2 separate regions of the Rattus norvegicus genome follow, and region 1 is linked to region 2. Evidence: chromatin contacts called from public Hi-C data. All regions are on one chromosome and are shown on one strand. The core of a region is the stretch at or near the end of the contact, and the rest is flanking DNA. Distances in the headings are between cores, read along the strand shown.

The links. Hi-C and Micro-C count contacts between places; a contact is called where the count stands out from the background.
Region 1: a contact with region 2 is called in a Hi-C map of the A7r5 cell line, with 8 times the contacts expected there. The contact joins two enhancer-like sites. A contact is called at or near these places in 7 of 12 Hi-C or Micro-C datasets (the A7r5 cell line, frontal cortex, hepatocytes and 3 more).

Annotation. Positions count from the first base shown.
Region 1 is chr4:169,797,882-169,805,159 of GRCr8, reverse strand. It overlaps Fam234b (family with sequence similarity 234, member B), which reads right to left. Exons shown (of 13, transcript NM_001108652.1): 4 at 6,288-6,479; 5 at 4,594-4,724. Among named protein-coding and RNA genes, the nearest start is that of Fam234b, 22 kb to the right of the region's middle. Within about 2 kb of position 1,354, at least 17 of the 93 cell types and tissues checked have an H3K27ac peak or open chromatin away from gene starts, as enhancers often do.
Region 2 is chr4:169,656,707-169,663,395 of GRCr8, reverse strand. No RefSeq gene overlaps it. Among named protein-coding and RNA genes, the nearest start is that of Gprc5a, 25 kb to the right of the region's middle. Within about 2 kb of position 1,650, at least 6 of the 93 cell types and tissues checked have an H3K27ac peak or open chromatin away from gene starts, as enhancers often do.

The sequences.
Region 1 (7,278 bases), core at 105-2,604, 140 kb before region 2:
GAGAGTCATGTGACGCAAGGGTTGGGTACCAGGCTCCAGTGCCCTGAAAGAGAGGCAAGCACAACCACTGAGTCACTGCCCCAGACCCTCGATAAAGTGCTTGACAAGGTTTATAATTATGAATTCTTATAGAAAAGATAGACCAGTGTGGTTTTCAGCACACGCATCAAAAATGACTTATTCTGTCAATACCAGAGGGGAGATTTTAGGGGAAGGTCATAGCACTCTGCTCTTGTATGTCCTAAAACATCCTGTCAAAGACTACATCACTAGAGTAAGCATATAGCACAGCTAAAACACTATATAGCAAACTTAATGCTCTAAAGGGCCTTAGGTTGGAAGATGAATCAAAATTATAGGAAGAAATCATTTTACCAATTAATTGGTTATGGTGGTTTCAATATGCTTAGCCCAGGGTGTGGCACTATTAGCAAGTGTGACCTTGTTGGAGGAAGTGTGTCATGATGGGGGTGGGCTTTGAGACCCTCCCCTCCTAGCTGCCTGAGGGAATCCATCTTCTAGTGAGCTTCAGATCAAGATGTGGGGTTCTTAGCTCCTCCCTTGCCATGCCTGCCTGGACACTGTCATGCTCCTGCCTTGGTGATAATGGGCTGGACCTCTGAACCTAAAGCCAGCCCCAATTAAAGGTTGACCTCACGAGAGTTACCCTGGCCGTGATGTCTCTTCACTGCAACGGAACCCTGACTGAGACATTGATTAATGAAAAGAGAGGAGCTCATTTGGTGACTATAAGCCAGGAGCAAATGTTAGAAAGTCTTCAGCTACGAACAGAAATTGAATCTGCATTAAAAGAAGTAATGGTATCCTCGGGTGGAGGTAACCATGAACAGAGCTCTTTGCGGATGTTAAAGAACCTATGGGCAGATGGGGTTCAGGGGAAGAGGAGCACCCTGTCTCTGAGGAGACTGTGTCAGCAATGGATACTTAGCCTTTGGAGTAACTGACTTAGTGGGGTCAGGCAGTCCCTGGGTTTGAGCTAGATGGAGATCGATTCACTCCAAGATGCCAAATGGGAACTGTGAAGTGGAACTCTGAATGGAGGCTGGGAGCATAAACTCCTCCACCAACACTGCAGCCCACGAGCTGATTAGCAATGCAAGGGGGCTCACACATCAGTGCCATTAGCGTTAGCCTGGGGCGTGAGAAGGACACACAGGGCCATGGGTCTGGGCTCACATTCACACCGACACACAGTGTGACTGCAATGGCTACAGGCTTCTCAGGTCCCTTCTCCATAACATTCTGGACCAGACTGGTCCCCACGTACCGAAGCAGGCTCTTCTGCCAGGTTCAGCTCATACCCCTCCCAGACCTAAGGACTCGTCTACTCTTAAGTCACAGTCCTAAATGTATTCCCTTTCTATGTCTGTGCCTCACACAGCTCCTCCCACTCATTGCCTGTAATCAAGGCAGAAGCGGGCAGTAGGCACGGCCTAAATCCATCTGCTCTCTCGGAACATCCCGTAACTGTCACTTTCAGGCAACATGGAGACTCTTATATCATCTGCATACTACTGCTCAAATGAGTAAACTCTGTGAGGACAGCTGACCAACAGACAGGTAGGGTCAGAGTTAAGAGCAGGCGAGCTGATTCCTCTCACAAGGGCCCTGTAGTGTGGAGAGTCTCAAAAGCCTAGCCCACCGCCCTTCACATTCCCGGGCATAAGAAGCAGACGGGGCATTGAGACTAGAATTTCTGCTACTCCTGGTGGTATAGACCTGAAATTCCAGTATTAGGGAAACTTATCAGAAGACTAAGGCAAGCCTGAGATAACAGTGAGACTCTGTCCCCCAAAATCTCAAACAAAAGAACCGAGATCTCCAAATGTGCTGATGCACAAGAATGAGGCCTGCTGGGCTATGAGAACTGGGTTCCGTCAGAAAGCAGTTTCCCACACTCTCACGCCTTCAGAAAATCACGTCCTATAGCAGGAACAAAGTCCTTCCACCCCCACGTTGAATACTGGCTAGGATACAAAGTTTAAAAACGCTGTGTGAGGTGGCTGGTGAGATAGCTCAGCCGCTCCAAAGGTACTGAGTTCAATTCTCCAACAACAGGATCTGACGCCCTCTTCCAGCATGCAGGTGTACTAGCAGACAGGGCTCTCGTACATAGAAATTAATTATTTAAAATAAAACTCTATGTGAATAATTCCTATATCAGGTCAATGACTTAGCCGAGGCAGGCAAATCTGAATCTGAGGCAGGGGGACAAAAGGAGACCCTGTCTCAAAAATAAAAATAAAACAGACTGAGCCAGTGATATTGATCTTTAAAGTAAGAAAGGCGGGACCAGCAAAGATGGGTTTTTCTGCAGGGGACTTGAGTTTGGTTCCCAGCAACCATATGGTGGCTCGCAAATGTCGATAAATCCAGTCCCAGGGGATCCGGTGCCCACTTCTCCTCTCCAAAAGCACCAGGCACACAAGTGGTACAAAGACATATATGGAGGTAAAGCATCCATATATACAATAAAATATATACAGTCCCCCTTTTGTTTGTTTGTTTTTTCTAAGACAGGGTTTCTCTGTATAGTCCTGGCTGTCTTTGAACTCAATCTGTAGACCAGGCTGCCTTCAACTCACAGAGATCTGCCTGCCTTTGCCTCCCGAGTGCTTGGATTAAAGATGTGCACCGCAACCACCCAGCTGCATATAGCTTGAATTTAAATTGCAAGCCAGTCACGGTGGCACATACCTTACTCCTAGTCCTTTGGGAGACAGAGGCAGGTGAATCTAGGTGAGTTTGAGGCCAGCTGGGGCTACATAGTAAGAGCCTGTCTCAAAAGAACAAACAAAATTTTAATTGAGATAACTGCTCATTAATTTGATCTTCTCTGAGACTGGGGAAAAGGTCTTTTATTTCGTCTGTGTACCAAGCGGCTGCTCCACAACGTCTGAACTGTGACTTATGAGGTCACTGTGCTGGAATCAAAGTTCATCTTTCTTGAGGGGGAAGGGAGGAAATCAAGGCATTGCATCACTGTGGTATACTGGACAGACTAGAACATATTAAGTAGACCAGGCTGTCCTTGCACTTACAACAATTCTCCTGCCTCAGCTTCCAAGTGCTAGAATTATAAATATGAGCTACCACATCCACACTGAAAATCTGTCTTCTTCTGGCACTCCCTTTGGTCCTTGATGAATCAGAAAGGATTTTAGTCTGGTTAGTTTATGTAGAGGGAGGTCCTGATGTTAAAATTCCACTCATCAATTGGTTCTTGATGTGTCAATAAAGAAGGTGGGGAGGAGGGGCGGGAGAGGAGGGGTGGGGAAGGTACAGGTGGGACTTCCAGATCCCAGGAGGAAAAGGAGACAACACAAGGAAGGAAAGTGGCAGATCTGTCGTACTTTGGAAGAAGAACACAGCAATCATGTAAGGCCCCAGGGGGCAGCTAGGGCCTGTGGCCTCCACTATGGGAAGATGGCCAAAGATGTTTGCAGGGACTAGGTGGAACGAGCCACTACATTTGGTGCAGGAGGAAAATGGAGATAATAAATTGGTAAGGGCACACTTTTCTAGGCAGGAGTGATCCGTGCCCAGCAATTATGCCTAGTAGGCAAATTAAAAGGTACCAGAGCTCTGTGTGTGTGTGTGTGTGTGTGTGTGTGTGTGTGTGTATGTGTGTGTGGTGTGTGTGTGTGTGTGTGTGTGTGTGTGTGTGTGTGTGTCCAGGTTAGGGCTGGTGGCAGCAGATCCTGGAGCTAAGCTGGGTAAAGCAAAAGGAAAGCAGGGAGTGGCCAGAGCTCAGTCCAATGAAGGAAAAGGTGGTACGGATGTTTAAAACCACAAGCTACAAGTTTAGACAGGTCTCATTGTGCAACCCAGGCTCACCTGGAACTTTCAAACCTCTTGTGTGCTGCGATTACAAGGGTGAAGCATTTGCTTGTGATGATGTTGTTGTTGTTGCTGCTGCTGCTGTTGTTGTTGCTGCTGTTGGGGGTCTCCCCACACACGTGTCAGGCTAGTCTCAAGCTTACTATGTTGTCACAGATGACCTAGAGCTTCTGAGTGCAGGAGTATCTCCACCACACCTGATTTATGCATTGCAGGGGACCAAACAAGGGCTTCATGGGTGCTAAGCCATCACGCTACCAAACTAAGTTTTATCCAAACTTACGTCTTATGAGCCTTCTGTCCATCCACCCTGCTTTACAATTGAAGTAAACTTTAAATACGTATAGTAAAACTAACGTTACGTTTACAGAGTAGAAAATACGCAGTGTTTTAGGACTTTATTTGTTAGCTTTCATTTTCATAAGCGGCCTCCAGGGAAAGATGAACTTTCTCTTGTAGACGTGTGAAGGAACTCGTGCATGGATAGGGTACAACTTGCCCTGGGCCACAGAGCTACAGAGTGGTATAGAAGGAATTCACACACAAGCCATCTGTCCACTCCAGTGCACTCCTAAACCACAGTCCTCAGAACCACCGTGTATCATAGGAAATGAACTTAGAGTTTTCTTGGTTCACTTACCCCTCACCAAGAGAATCTACTTCAGCCTAAGCCATTGCAACAACAAGGCCTACGCGGCACTTACAGTGACCATCACTAGAGACCGATCGTACCTGCAACTCTCCAATGGCCAGCACCACCAGATCTCGGACACCGTCTTCATCCAGGTCTGGCAGCACCACAACCGGGGCAGCCAAGGTACCGTTGGACAGATAGTTTGGGTTTAGAGTCCAGAGGATTTTCCCTAGAGAGGGAGACAGAGGTAAAGCATCACTTCCACTTTCTGTCTCAGCAAAAGGCAGGTCCAGAAGCGAAAACTTCCCCCCATATCTTCCCATTAGATTTTGTCTGACGACAAAGGAAGCAGGACGTGGGATCTGAAATCCTCAAGCATCTGGCTGCATGTGCGTGTAATGGCCTCCCATCGGATTTTAGCTTATTTGCTTATTGTTTTGTTTTATGTGGGTGGCTGCTTTGCCTGCCTGTGCAGCGCGTGTGGGTGATGCCCTGGAAAGTCAGCAGAGGGCATCAGAACCCCAGTAACTGGAGTTACAGCTGGTTATAACTGCCCTGTTACTGGGGCCTGAAGCCAGGTCCTCTGTAAGAGTGGCCAGTGCTCTTAACCATTGAGCCATGTCTCCAGCCCTAACCATCTGGATTTTGCATATCAAAGAGAGATGTCTATGTCCTCCTGGCAGGTCGGGGCTCACTCTACTAGGGCTGAGGAATGTGTCTGTCATAGGACACTGCAGGCACTAAGGAGCCCACACCAGAGAAACCACAGAAGGCTATCAAGAACTTCAGTCCTGAGCTAGGATAGTAAGTGCACTCTGAGGATTTGTTTTAAGTATAGGCGCTCATATAGCTCAGGCTAGCCTTGAACTTACTATGTAGCCAAGGATGTCCCTGACTTTAGATCCTAGTTCTACCTCTTGAAATGAGTGCTGAGATTACAGACCTGTGTCTGCTGGGAGTCAAACTCAGGACTTGGTGCATGCTAAGGAATCGCTCTACAAAGTGGTGTGTGTGTTTGTGTGTGTGTGTGTGTGTGTGTGTGTGTGTGTGTGTGTGTGTGTGTGTATGTGTGTAAATTTTCCCCACTCAGAGGTACCCCACTAGACAAGTATGGTACTCACACCTACAACTCCAGCACTTGGGAAGCTGAGGCAGGAGGATCTCATCAATTCAAGGTCTGGGGTACAGTGTAAAACCATGTCTCAAGCACCCCATTTTGGTACCTCTGATGTGGGAAGGACGTCACTATTTAACTTCTCTTGAGATTATGGCTCATAGAATAGTACATTATAGTGTATTATAGAAGAGTATAGTATATGGAGATATCTTTTTCATACGAGACTCATGTGCATCACTGCTAGCCTGTGAAGCTAAAACAGGAAATAAGCTTAAAGGCCGTATCAGTGCAAGACTGAGCGTTCTTTTCCCTAGCGTTCAGCCAGTACCCAGGGTCACATACAGACCAGCATAATTCAAAGACATGGAGGTGATACTCTCTTGCCTGTTGTACAAAGACCAGAGCAGAGACACTCTTTACAGCCCAGGCCCCCAGGCAGCATCTGTTTGGGTAAGAGTTTATTTAACCCTGTCTTATCACCAAACGGGTTCCAACAAGAATCTACTTACTCTGTCCGCCCAAGCCCCTTATCTCTTACCCTTAATAACCACCTTCTGAACCAGAGTAGCAAAGCAGTTTCCAGCCTGCTACAGGACAACCATCTTTTCCCCTGCAGGTTGCTCAAATCTTAGAGTCTCGCGGAGGTGACACTGTGCGCTCAAGGCCACTCTTTACCTGATGTTGCGTTGAATGCACTGAGCATCTTGCGAGTCCCCGTCACCAGGCAGATGGTTTTGGCCACGCTTCCCGGTATCAGATCTAAGCATGTGACGTCTTGAGCCTCCTCTGGGAGGGGACTGGACCACAGTGTGCTGCCGTTCATCCCCGAAAGGCACACAAGATCTGCTGTTGGTTGTGAGCCACCGCCTAAAGGCAGGGAAGGGAGGTGAGGAAGGGGCAGAGGGGAAGTCAGGGAGGAGAAGCGAGACGTGCTTAACTTAAACGCCAACCGTGAACGGTGGGTGGTGAAGCAGCAGCTCACACTTGTGTGCTCAGCTCCTTCCTGTGGTTTTGACAAGGTGTGAACACAGAACTTGTCATCTCTCCTGCCTCACACCTCGTGTAGGACAAATATGAGACCAGCTGCTGTGGGCGCCTCTACACTGCCTTACCACGTCTCCATTTTGGCACCTTTGCCAACGTATCTGTTTACCTGTCTGCCACCTTAGCCCGCACTGAACAGTGGCATCCTTAAAGAGAGACAGTAATAGCTGATTTCTCAGCACATCAGAAGATGCCTGATACACAGAGCTGCCGGTTGTTTGCTGGGCAAAAGACAGGGGTAAGGCCAGCAAAGTGGGTGGGGTAAGGCATCGGCTGCCAAGGATGGAGAACTGAGTTCAGTCTCCAGCCCCCAGCACTATCCCAGCATTCCTACAAAGGAGAAGGAAAGAATCAACTCCTAAAAGTCATCCCCTGGCTTCCACATGGGCTCTGTTACACGCATGTGTGCACGCAACACACACACACACACACACACACACACACACACAGACACAATAAATGTAATTTAAAAAAAATCAAAAGGCAGGAGCAGAATCCAGAACAGCACGTCGTAGTTGTTGAGGGCGAAAACCAAGCCACTCAGGCAGGAAAGGAATGTGCAGGGACGCCTAGGCTGACCTAGAATCTGTGCAGAGCAGGGCTTAAATCCTAAACCCAGTGG
Region 2 (6,689 bases), core at 401-2,900:
ATGCTGGGATCAAAGGTCCGCACCTCCACAGTCACCTGCACTGCCATGCTCAGAGCATGCATTCTGTAAAGAGCTGTAAAGACTGGACACATCCATGCAGACTGCAGGCTGCTTCACCTCTGACTTTCACCACCTTTCCCCACACCTCAGGCCACTCATGACCACACACAAAAGTAAATAAAGTAATCAAAATGTTTTAAATTATAAAGTGAATGACATTTGACATGGACATGCATGCATATGCAGAGGCACACACATATGCAGACACACACATGCGTACACACACACACATGCATGCATGCGTGCACGCACACGCATCAAACTATAGCTGTGAGTAATCTAATACTCATGAAATCCTCCTGCCTCTGCCTCTAGAATCCTGTGGTCACAGGCATGAGCCCCCATTCCTGACCCACCCTGCTTCTTTATCATGTAAACACGCCCAATTCTCTCCTGCACAGGTGGATCTGAGACCCGTCTTCACACACACAGCCACTTTGTGAATAAGTTGGCCTCTTAAAAGATGACTTATTTTATATGTATGGGTGCGTGAATATATGTGCATCACATGTATGCCTGGTGTCCAAGGAGACAAGAAGAGGGTGTCAGATCCCCTGGAACCTGAGGTCCATGTAGTTATGAGCCTCCATGTGGGTGCTGGGAAACAAACCTGGGTCCTCTGGGTTTTAACCGCTGAGCCACCCCTCTAATCCCGGAATAAACTTTCTCCTTTGAAAAACCCATGATTTGTTTTAATTGGCATAGGTGAAGATGGGTCTGGTTTAGTGACATGGTAGTAAGCTTCAAATATGAGAAATAGTGGGGCTGGAGGGATGGCTCAGGGGTTAAGAGCGCTGACTGCTCTTCCAGAGGTCCTGAGTTCAATTCCCAGCAACCACATGGTGGCTCACAACCATCTGTAATGAGATCTGATGCCCTCCTCTGGTGCGTCTGTAGACAGTGACAGTGTACTTATATATATAAAATAAGTAAATCTTGAGAGAGAGAGAGAGAGAGAAAGAGAGAGAAAGAGAGAGAGAGCGCGCGCCAGGCATAGAGCAGTGCGTGCACATTGACATCCCAGCACTGTGTTGAAACAAAAGGCCTTTGAGCTTCAGGCCAGCCTGGGCTGGGTAATGTCTGTGTCTTAGGTGATCTGGATCCTGTTAGTTTAATTAGATATTATCCACCCTAACAAGCCAGACCTACAAACTCTAAGAGCTCTGAGACCTTTTGAGTCTCCCTAGTCTGTCATTACCAAACACAGAACCCCACGACAGCCCCACCATAGCATCGCTCAACTTGAACACCCCTGGCTAGCAAGAGAGAAGCTCAACTTCACAGGAAGCTGCTTTAGACTTAGCCTCCCGAACACGGTTAGCCACGGGGTACCTGCTCTGCAGAGATCGTCGGGAAGCAGCACACTGCTGTCAATCCCAGGTCCGAGCTGGCCCACCTACCCTGACTGCCAGCCCCACTGCCTGGCAGCTTCGCCTTGGTGGACATAACTCAGTCTGCTGGTGTTTCAGGTCTGTGTGTAGGGGTGGGTGTGCCCAGAGCATTCCCGTACATTCATTTACACAACTAGTGTACATTAAGCAGAGCCTGTGTGAATAAGCACACAGCACATAGTAAGCGTTGTCTGTGATGACGGCGGCGTGCCCACGGCATTCTCTCCTCTCCTCTCCGATCCACTGTTTCCCGCCCCGTCTGCCATGCTGTGCACCCTGGAATTCTAAAAACAGCCCCCATATGCAAATGAGATGCAAATCAGTGGAGTTGATATTCGGTGTACGGTAATGGCCACGCCCCCAGTCAGAGGGACCAGCACATACCTTGGCCTAGACTTCCCAATGGTACCAGGAGTGCTCAGGTCACACAGTCTCAGCACTGGCTCAAAGACATCTAAAACCATTAGGGTTGGGGTTTTTTTGTTTTTTTGTTTTTTTAACCAATGTTTTTCTAACATATGTTTATGTAACTATTGGAGACCATGAATACATTTACATATATTAAACTGACATCTAACTTTGTTGCAATGTGTCAGTGCTCTGATTTTATTTTTTTTCCAGCATGTTGTCATGTTGGCAATGTGATACATGTTTTATTTTGGGCCGAGTGATTGATAAGACATTAGTCAAGCGCCTTCACAGGCAATCCATGAGAGACCAGCCCCTCACCCTTGCTTTCTCACATGGATGCTGTGTTGTGTATGTGCACGTGAACCTGTGTGACACAAACACATGTGGGGGTCAGGGGACAGCTTGCTGGAGTCAGGTCTCTCCTTCCACCACGTGTGTTCCGGAGATTTAACTTGGGGCGTGAAGTTTAACAGCAAACACCTTTACCTGCTGAGCCATCTCACTGGCCCTCAAATGTTTAACTGTTTCATTTTTTTTCCCCCTGAGACACAGTTTCTCTGTGAAACAGTCCTGGCTGTCCTGGAGCTCACCCTGTAGGCCAGGCTGGCCTTGAACCCTAGTGCTGGGATTAAAGGCATGGGCACCACACCCCGCCACTATTAACTTTTAACTCTGCCTTATTCTTGCCTTTATCTCTGTCTTACAGACATCATACTAAGATCAACATGTGCCTGTTCTATTTCAGTTTCTTGTGAGAAAAAAAACCCTCTAGAATCATCCTTTCTTCTCCTGGAGTATTTTATTTATTTATCTATTTTGGCAATGGTTACCTTGGTAGAAAAAGAACCCAGGATTTCCATCCTATGTGGTTTCCTTTTTAATTTCACTTGTGAGGGTATTTGGGGGTATATGGTAGCAGGCATGTATAGGTATGTAGCATGTGTATGCGGTGCCCAAGGAGACCAGAGAGATTATGGGATCCCCTGAAACTGGAATTAACAGATAATTGTGAGCCATTGTGTGAGTGTTGGGAAACCCAGGTCCTCTAGAAGATCAACCAATGCTCTTAACCTCTGAGCCATTTCTCCAGCGCCCTTCCTATGCGTTTTTATCTTGCTTCTTCATGGTCCATGATGCCAGTTGACGTTGTCAGTAACAAAGTCAGGCTGACAGGATGGAAGAAGAGTATTCTGCCATTTTCCTCAGTCTTTGAGCTGCACATCAAATCTGGGGCCAATCGCTCCATGTTTGCTTAGTATGCCCATGAGACTGACCAGGCTCTCAGCTCTGCTCATTGGTGACTTCAGATTAACCAGTCTTCAGTCAGAAGCTGGACTATGGCTTCCAGTGTGTCCTGGTAAGGCCCTGCCACTGTTGATGCTCAGAAAGCACCAGCCCAGGGCATTCGTGGGAATCATGGCAACATGATATCTAATCATGGATAATATCTAATCATGGTGCTTTGACAAATCCGCAGAAACAGTACATCACTGTATGGAGCTAACCAGAGAGGGAAGCAGCTGGGAGCAAGGGGGGTTGGTTGCATGTGCGGTAATGGATCCCATTAAAGCGTTGTCTCCTCCCTGTCCCTGTCCCTGTCCCTGTCCCTCTCCCTGGAGTCTTCTCTTCTCCTTCTTCTATTTCATTTGTTTAATTAGAGACAATTTCTTGTGTAGCCCAGGCTGAACCTAAGCTCACCAAGTAGCCAAAGATGACCTTGAGCTCTTGATCTTTCTGTATCTCCTGGGTACTAAGATTACAGGTGCACACCACCAAGCCTACTAAAGCTTCATGTTCTAAACTGGTTCTTCTCTTGTGGGGGTGAGTGGGAAAGGGGGTCTTGTGTAACCCAGGCTGGCCTTGAACTTATACTTACTACATGGCCCAAGGCTGGCTTTGAACTCTACCTCAGAAAGGCTGAGATTGCCCCATCTGTTTTTCTTATAAGAGTGGGGAGGGAAGCATCTTCTGCATCCCAAATAGGCCTCAAAGATTTGTGACAGCCTTCTGGTGTCAGTTTCTTAGTACTGGGGTTATAAGCATGTGCCACATGCCCAGCTAAAACAAGGTTCATTTTATTGCCTGTTGCTGGATCTGGGGGTTTAGAATGCATGCTGCAGTGACAGCACCTCAGGGCAAGTCACTGCAACCCCATAATGATGTGTAAGGGTTTTCTGCTGATGATCTATGTGCTCTCCCTCCCTCCCCCTCCCCCTCCCTCTCCCTCTCCCTCTCCCTCTCCCTCTCCCTCTCTCTCTCCCTTTCCTCCTCCTCTCTCTGGATATCCTGGAACTTACTCTGTAGAACAGGCTGGTCTTGAACTCAGAGATCTGCCTGTCTCTGCCTCCCAAGTGCTGGGATTAAAGGAGTGAGCCACCACCACCTGGCATGTGTCTGCTCTCCTAAGGGACACTAAAGACCCCATGGACAGACGGACACTTACAACCCCTGCATTCAAGATGCTGAGGCAGGAGGATCATGAGTTCCAATCCAGTGTGGGCTACACAGAGGTTTCCAGACCAGCCTGGGTTACATAGAATAACCTTGTCAATAAATAAATAAGAAAGTTTCCAAGGACAGGCGAATTTCCCCAAAAGGAGACATAACTTCACAAGGAGAAAGAACCAGTACTGGGCGTTGGCTTACACACCACAGGGGCTTCAGGCCTATGGGAACTTTGTCTTCCTTTGTCTCCCAGCCTGCAGCTTGAGGAGAAGCTTTTCTCCTTGCTTGGAGCGCCCTCACCTGACAGTTGACTCAAGTCTGGAAGACAGAGATGGATGATAAATCAGAAACGGGTGGTGTCCACCAGTGCCTCTCTGTGGCTTCCCATGCCAGGTGGAGAGAGACCAGGAGAGAGGCCAGGAGAGGGTCAAGAGAGGAGAAGGAAAATCAGAGGAATCCTGAAAATATGGGCGATCATACTTGGGTTTTGATTCTTTGATCAAATGCTCCCTTTAAAAACAGTTCTAGAATCGATCAGGGATTGACAGTAGAGAGAGCCAGCTATCCGATCCTTACCATATCTACTCCATCAGGCTTCCCCGAGGCTACAGAGACACCAACCCGACAATCTCTGTGACCTCCTTAAACTATGGAGTTTTAGGTCCAGAGATGTTCCTCTCCAAGGAATCAGCAACTCTGTAGGCATTTGGGGAGTTGCAGGGTCAGGCACCAGTGACTTGCTATTCAATCCCAACCATCGATGGGACATCAGCAGAAGCCAGGGAGGGCAGAGCATTATCTGCCCTGAGTACAATGAGTTCTAGAGCCAGACATGCTGGTGCAGGCCTGTAAGCCCGTAACAGGAGTCCTGAGAGTGAAAGGCCAGCCTGGGATACATAGTACCAGGCTAGCTTGGGATACATCAGAAAACCCTGCCTCACAACTGGCTTGGCAAGTAGGTGTGTTTGCTCTTCAAGTCTGAGAATCTGTGTTCAAATACCCAAACCCAAGTAAAACACTGTGGCTACACATGAACCTGTAACCCCTGCCTTGTCATGGAAGGCGTGAGAGGGACAGGAAGCTCATCGGGGCTTGCTAGCCTAGCTCTAACTACAGCGAGAGGCCCTGTCTCCAAGAAATACAGTAGAGTGATGGAGCGGGAACTCTCAGTTCCCTTCTGACCTCCATGCATGCATACAGGCATAGGCACACACACACACACACACACACACACACACACACACACACACACACTCCAAAAGCAAGCCAGGCATGGTGATATACACCTGTGGTCCTAGTTCTTGGGAGATGGAGGTAGAAAACTCGGGGGTTCAAGGACAACCTTGTCTACAAAGTGACTTTGAGGCTAGCACAAGCTATGTAAGATCCTATGTGAGAGAGAGGGAGAGGAGGGAGAGGAACAGAGGAGGAGGGGGAGGGGAGAGGGAGAGAGGGTTAGGGAGGGGGAGAGGGAGAGAGGGAAGAGAGGGAGAGAGAGAGGAGGAGAGGAATGACTCAAGAGCTAAAAACACTTGCTATTCTCACAGAAGACCTGAGTTCAGTTCCCAGCATTCACAAGGCAATACGACTGGTTGTAACTTCACTTCTAAAGGATTGGACCGCTTCGTCCCGAAGACACCAGGCATACATGTGGTACACATACATAGATTAAAAGCACTCTTAAAATAAACCCTTTTTTTAATTTAAAAGAAAAAGAAACAAGCAAATAACACACACACACACACACACACACACACACAAACGCGCGTTCCCGCGCACCCACACAGGAACCCACACTAAATTAAGTAAGTGATTAAAAATTTTAACACACAACGACAGCAATCTATAAGTTAAAGGTCAATTTCCCAGGTGCTCAGAGGCCAACAGTTAAGATTTTCTGATGCAATATTCCGTTTGAAGCTGAGGCTGAGCTTGGGACATCAGTGCCATAAAAACCGTGGTAGCAACAGAAGGAAGCAGTCAGGAAAGCAAAAGGCCCAACAGTGCTTAGCAGCAGGAAACCTAGAACGGAAGGAAACGCAAAGTGTGTGGGAGGACGGAGCCGGGACTGCTGGATTCTCCGAGGCCAGCTTGTACTTTTTGTTTCGGCACACTTTTCCTGACTGAAAGCCAATGTTCTCACCACATAAGTACCAGGTGACATTAGTAAGATCAGTCTATGAGACATTACCTGTAAGGATGCCAGGTTTCGTGCAAATGGGCTGGGGAACCTTGGAGAACGTCACAAAAATAAGAGCAAAGGAGACCGGAAGTGGCTTAAAAGGTTAGGGGAAGAGGCAGCTCTAAGGCATGCCTCTCTCAGTCCTGCTCACAGTCTACCTGCTTGGTGGTCAACCAGAGCAGGGCCTTGGCGATGGGATT